Linked DNA regions of Mus musculus: region 2 is linked to region 1. A link is a contact called in public promoter capture Hi-C data. All regions are on one chromosome and are shown on one strand. The core of a region is the stretch at or near the end of the contact, and the rest is flanking DNA. Distances in the headings are between cores, read along the strand shown. Region 1 has its middle 38 kb from the start of Rassf10. Region 2 holds the start of Arntl (aryl hydrocarbon receptor nuclear translocator-like).

Region 1 (2,700 bases), core at 67-2,566:
AAAGTTTTAATAACATAAATCAATAAAAAGCTGAAGATACTCTTGAGCTGAAATCATCAATTCCACCCAATAAGCCTGTGGATTAAATCCCTGGAAAATAAAAATTCAGGAGTTCCCTATCTGCTCCTCACGTGTGTAGCATAGAAATCAGAGAATCGGCCGGGCAGTGTTGGTACATCTTTAATCCCAGCACTTGGGAGACAAAGACAGGAGGATCTCTGAGTTTGAGGCCACCCTGGTCTGGACAGTTCCAGGACAGCCAGGGCTACACAGAGAAACCCTGTCTCGGAAAACCAAACAGACAAAAACCAAAAAAACCAAATCAGAATAAAAAAATGACTCATGAACTCTTGGAGAGGAAGAACAAGTTAGGAGAATGTATCAATTATTAGTTGATGTTCTTGCCATTTCAATCCATCTTTTCTCCCTGCTTTGCCATTTTTTAACAATGCCCTGAAAAATGGGCAAGTGCACACTTGGGCTTTGTGAGTGGAGAGTGCATGCTCTAATGGCAAGATGCAGGCACTCCCTCCCTTATACAGCACAAGTCCCAGCCTCTGATGGGGAAGGCATAGGATTCCCCCCATCTTTAGCTCCTTCATTGCTCTGTTCTTCTCTGTTCTCTTCAGTCTAGAGAAAGGAGATGCCTCTTTCACCATGAGAAGGCAGTGCCTATGAAAGACAGAAGAGGACATCAGATCTCCTGGGTCTGGAGTTACAGGGAGTTCTTGAGCCAACAGGAGTACTAGGACCAAACTAGGGTTCTTTGCAATCTACTCCCAACCTCTGAGTCATTTCTCCATCCTCATTAACTATTTATTGGCACAATGGACCATTATGCAAGTATAAAGGACATGCATATTTGAACCCCATATATTGTAACTATGAGGAAGAACTCCTTGCTGTGATCTTGTTTACTAATCAATTAATGTGTGCATTCATGCACTAATGTATATGAGCACACATATCCATACATGCACACAGTGGCCAGAAGTTGACACTGGGTGTCTTCCTTTGTTGTTTTCCACCTTATTTTTTGAGTCAGGGTCTTTCACTGACCCAGGAGCTCCCTGGCCAGCCAGCTCTGGGGAGCCTCCTCTTTCCACCTCCACCCCACAAAGCGCGGGGGTTAAAGATGGTGCCACCAATCCTGGCTTTTACAAAGATGCCTTTACCCACTGAGCCACCACCCAGCTCATGCTGTCTGTCTTTAAATCCAGCCTTTTAAAAGTGTAATTTGCTCTCATTAGAAGTAAACAATGAGTTTGGAAAATTGCACTCAGTTGCATAACTGTCACCACATAAAGTACAGCACATATGCACCACCTACACCTAGAGCTTCCCACTTCTCTTCAAGCCATCCCCTCCCCATGACAGCCAGGCTCAGGCAGGCAAGCACTAGTTTGTGCTCTGTTCTTCTACTTTTGGCTTTTCTGGGAGTTCACGTAATCGGTGGCATGCGGCATGCAGTCCTTTCTGTTCGCTTCCTTTCACTCCCAATAATGTGTTTCAGTGTCATCAATGATATTTCTAAAAGCAGTAAGTAGTTCATTGCCTTTTCATTGCCAACAGTAGTGTCCCAAAGCGCACATGCACCACTGTTGAATCCCAGCTGACAGGCATTTGAGTTGTTCCCAACTTTTGGGCTTTAGTGTATCCTGCTGCTGTGAGAAGTGTCTGTGCTGAGCCTTTTTGTGGACATGTCATTGAGTCATTGGCAATTGTGTCTTTGTAAGAGCTTGTCCCTTTATTTCTCCACACAACTGTGCCATTCCCCATGGCCTCCAGCCATGGATGCCGCCTTTGGAATTGGTAGTTGTCATTCTTCACCATTTAGCCTTCTGATAGGTACATAATAGCATCTCTTTGTGGTTTTAACTTGAACTTCCTGGATGACCTAGTGAGACCCAGTGCTCTCCATGTGCCCCTTAGCTACTCGTTTATCTTAGGAAGTGACCCCCTCGAATCTTTTCCTCATATTTATTTCTTTTAGTCATTGAGTCTTGGGAGGGTTTGATATAGTCTGGATACAAGCCTGTTTTTGCATAGATGCCTTGCCAATCTTTTCTCCTTCTCTGGCTTGCCTTGCAGTTTCTTAGCTTGACCATTTGAGGAGCAAAAGCCTTAAATCACAATAAAGCCTGTTTTATCTTTTTAAAAGATGTGATTCCTCTCCTCCTCCCCCTCCTCCTCCTCCTCCCCCCTCCTCCTCCCCCTCCTCCTCCTCCTCCCTCCTCCTCCTCCTCTCCCCTCTTCCACCTCCCTCCACCTCCTTCTTCTCCACTTTCCTCCTCCTCTTCCACTCCCCCCTCCTCCTCCTTCCTCCTCCTCTTCCTTTTTCTTCTTGAAACCTCATTTTAATCTACCCATGTGAATACATGGGAATTCATTCGACTTGTGGCCTGACTCTGTATCCACCATTTGTAAAATTGTTTATTAAGTTGAATAGCTTTTTGTAAAGAATTATAGGACCTTGTCATCTGCAAATTTAGACAGTTTGCCTCTCCCTTCACAATAAAAGTGTCTGTCTGCACCCCTTACTTTTAACACAGGATCTGACCCTGCTGACCTGGAACTCCTGTGCAGCCCAGCTCACTTGTTGCAATTCCCCTCTGCTCCTGGGATGCTGCACCTTCATGCCCACCTTCACTGGGGCTTTCTCCACTGAATTCCAACTAGCCTTATTTTGTAGCAGTGGCT
Region 2 (3,030 bases), core at 249-2,748, 290 kb after region 1:
TGCCTTGCAAAGGGCTGGACATGGGTCATGGCTTTATAAGCATTGAAATGCTGCCTTGTGTCCCAGGAACCTGCCTGTCTAGAATTCATTCTATAGTCACACGAGCTGGTCCACTTCACATAAGTGAGTCGAGTGTTTTGATCCCATTTGTTCATGGATCCAGCCCACATTTGCAGAGTACTTTCTGGGTGTCAGCCCTATCCCCAACACCCCACCCAGGCCCCTCCAGCACATGCTAAAGGGGAGGGAGCACACATGGTTCAAAAAGGACGAAGTGGCCTTGCTATCAGGAAGTTTAACATTTAGAAGGTTTGCCAGTTGTTTGAAGGTAGAAACAAGACAACTTCTTTCCCTCTCCCCCTCTCTCTCTATTTCTCCCTCCCTCCTCTTCCTCCCCTCTCTCTGTCTCTTTCTTTAAAAATAAATAAATAAATCTCTGAGCAGGTGGTGCCTCGGGAGGCAAAAGCAGGCGGATCTCTGTGAATTGGATTCAAAGCCAGCTTGATGATCTACAGGAGTTCCAGGATAGCTAGGGCTACAACAGAACAACTAACCACCCAAACAAACAACTTTGCAACTTTTCTTTCTTTCCCGCTCCTTTGATACTTTTGCAAAGTACATTTGCTAGGGCCATGTCCATAACATGTAATAGAATCTTGCTCAGGTCTCACCCTGTGGCCCCGGCTAGCTCAGTACTCGCGATTATGCCCCTGCCTCAGCTTCTTGAGGGTTGGAATTACAGACTACGCCACCACCCCCGGGAGACTTCTCTTCCGATCGGGAATGACAGCTCCACTGGACGCTTGGAGGTCAAGAGAAAAAAAAAAAAAAAAAAAAAAAGAACGCGCGATCCGGTTAGTCGTCGGAAGGAAAAGTCTTCTAAATGCGCTAGCTATTAGCGCTGTGGTTCCGACTAGGACAAGCCAGGGGTTTCAGGAAGGTTCTGTCACTCTGTGTTCCTAAAATGTGGTTTCCTAGATGGAGCTGGAGAGGGATGGGCGAAGAGATGCGGCGTTTTCTCAGTGTTCTGCGAGCCAGGAAGGGGACGGAGGAGGAGGGAGAGCTGAGAGGCAGTCACTAGCCAGGGACGCGGCTGAGGAGCAGGGGACAACGGCGAGCTCGCAGAGTCCGCAACGCAGTGGCCTCAGCGAGCTTTAGACCTGAGGGGGAAAACCGAGGGCTGGGGCAAGAAATCCACAGAGCGTGCCAATTGGTCCACTCCTCGGGGCGTGTGCTTCTGTGCGCCAAATGATTGGTGAAGGGAAAGTAGCAGGTAAACCAGCCCTGCCGTCTTGCCATTGGTCAGAGGCTTTCCTATCGGTCACTCGATTGGCTAGCCTAACGCAGAGCAGAACGCGAATTGGTTTGGGTTGTCCGCCAAGACAACTCCGTTCGCTCTCTCTGATTGGCTAACGGGAAGAGGCAGGTATCCGGGCTGCGCGGCTCCTCCATTGGTGGGCGGGGAAGGGGGGTTGGGCACAGCGATTGGTGGGCGGGGGGCCGGGCCTGGGCCGGCGGGGAGCGGATTGGTCGGAAAGTAGGTTAGTGGTGCGACATTTAGGGAAGGCAGAAAGTAGGTCAGGGACGGAGGTGCCTGTTTACCCGCGCCGGACTTGCCGCCGCCGCCGCCGCGGGATCCGAGTGCGGGTGCGGGCGCGGGCGCTCGCAGCGAGCCACGGTGAGTGTCGGCATGGCTGCGGGCAGCAGCCGTCTCGGGGCGTCCCGTCGGGGGTCGCGAGTTCCCGGGCGGGCGCACCGCCCCCGCCCGCGGCGCAGCCGGGCCGCCGGGAGCCCTGCCCGACGTGCCCGCTGCCGGCCTTAAAGGGCCCGTGCGGCTCCCAGCCCCCACCTAGCCTCGGGGAGGCTGCGCCCCTTAAAGGCGCCGCTCCCGCGCACCCCCATCTTCCCCGCCTGGGCTGCACAGCGGGCGGGGGAGGACTGGGGGGACCCTGGGACGCTGTCAGCGGGTGCGCCCACCTTCCCCGCGCGGGCATCACCACCTGGCTCGGGAGGGGGCGGCCAGCGGCCTCTTAAAGAGACAGCAGTACCGGGTGGCAGCAATGACCCGAACCTGGGAAGAGCTCCGGGATACATCCCCGGGAGCTTCTGGATCCCCGAGGAGATGGCCGGGACGCGGGCAGAACGATGCTATGCGGCGCTTGCCTGGTCAACCCTTCTACACTTCTCCCTCGGGAGCCGGGTGGGGGCGGGGAGGGCGTCTCCGTCAAGTCGGGGAGTCCGTACTGGTACGTCCCTATGGCCTGTCTTGGGGCTGGCGCGGACCCCGGGAATCCCCTGGCTGGCTTGGACCAGGCCCACGGACAGCCGTCGGGCCTGCGCTGTCCGGTACCTGGGTGGTCCTGGAGGATGTGTCTTCCCCGTTGGGTCTGGGAGTAGGTACCCGATGGCGTGGGGACTGTGCCCTGTGCCCGGTAGGCGTCAGAGACCCAAGGAGTGCGCAGCAGAGGCTTCACTCCGATGCGGGTTTGACAGATAATCGGGGAAGAGGAAGGTTTCCACTGGAGATTACCCCAGTGTAGACAGCTTGGGGTGCTCGGGTTTGCAGGGAGAAGTCAAAGATAGAATTTTAGGCAGACTCGGGGCGCACATGGAAGCCATCCCCGGGGTCGCGTAGCGGGTTGTGTTCGGAAATGAGTGCGTTGGACACCGGTGTGTGTGTCTGTCAGAGTTGCGCTGGCCAAGCTGACATGATCGCCCCTTACCTGTTCGGGGTGCACCTTCTCCAGTCCTTTCCCTACATTTAGCCTAGTTTTGACCCTCTGACCCCTTGAGATCTGGCTCCTCTCCTGTCTTAAGTTGCTACTTTTAAAGTAAGAAATCATTAATCAAGTTTTCTCACCTAACTTCCAAAAATCAGAGACTGTAATCACGACCAATTACTTTTTGACAGTACCAGTATTGCCAAGATCTTCGTTGTGGGTTTTGTTTTTATGTCCAGGAAAACTGATCATTAAATGCTTTTTTTCCTACTGCTCTTGCTTGTCATTTTTCCTTTTCACATTTGCTGCT

Evidence for each region. Promoter capture Hi-C pulls out the DNA fragments that hold promoters and counts their contacts.
Region 2: a contact with region 1 is called in a promoter capture Hi-C map of hippocampal neurons, with 5 times the contacts expected there. The contact joins the promoter of Arntl here to the enhancer-like site in region 1. A contact is called at or near these places in 4 of 39 promoter capture datasets (the 3T3-L1 cell line, 3T3-L1-derived adipocytes, embryonic stem cells and 1 more), 2 of 484 Hi-C or Micro-C datasets (cerebral cortex and cortical neurons), 11 of 115 datasets of contacts at active chromatin or transcription factors (a beta-TC-6 cell line, cardiomyocytes, craniofacial prominence and 4 more) and 2 of 9 other capture datasets (adipose tissue and embryonic stem cells).

Annotation. Positions count from the first base shown.
Region 1 is chr7:112,914,430-112,917,129 of GRCm38.p6, forward strand. No RefSeq gene overlaps it. Among named protein-coding and RNA genes, the nearest start is that of Rassf10, 38 kb to the right of the region's middle. Within about 2 kb of position 1,317, at least 10 of the 459 cell types and tissues checked have an H3K27ac peak or open chromatin away from gene starts, as enhancers often do. A contact at or near this core is called in forebrain and hippocampal neurons, where this site is marked.
Region 2 is chr7:113,205,967-113,208,996 of GRCm38.p6, forward strand. It overlaps Arntl (aryl hydrocarbon receptor nuclear translocator-like), which reads left to right and starts at 1,499. Exons shown (of 20, transcript NM_007489.4): 1 at 1,499-1,678.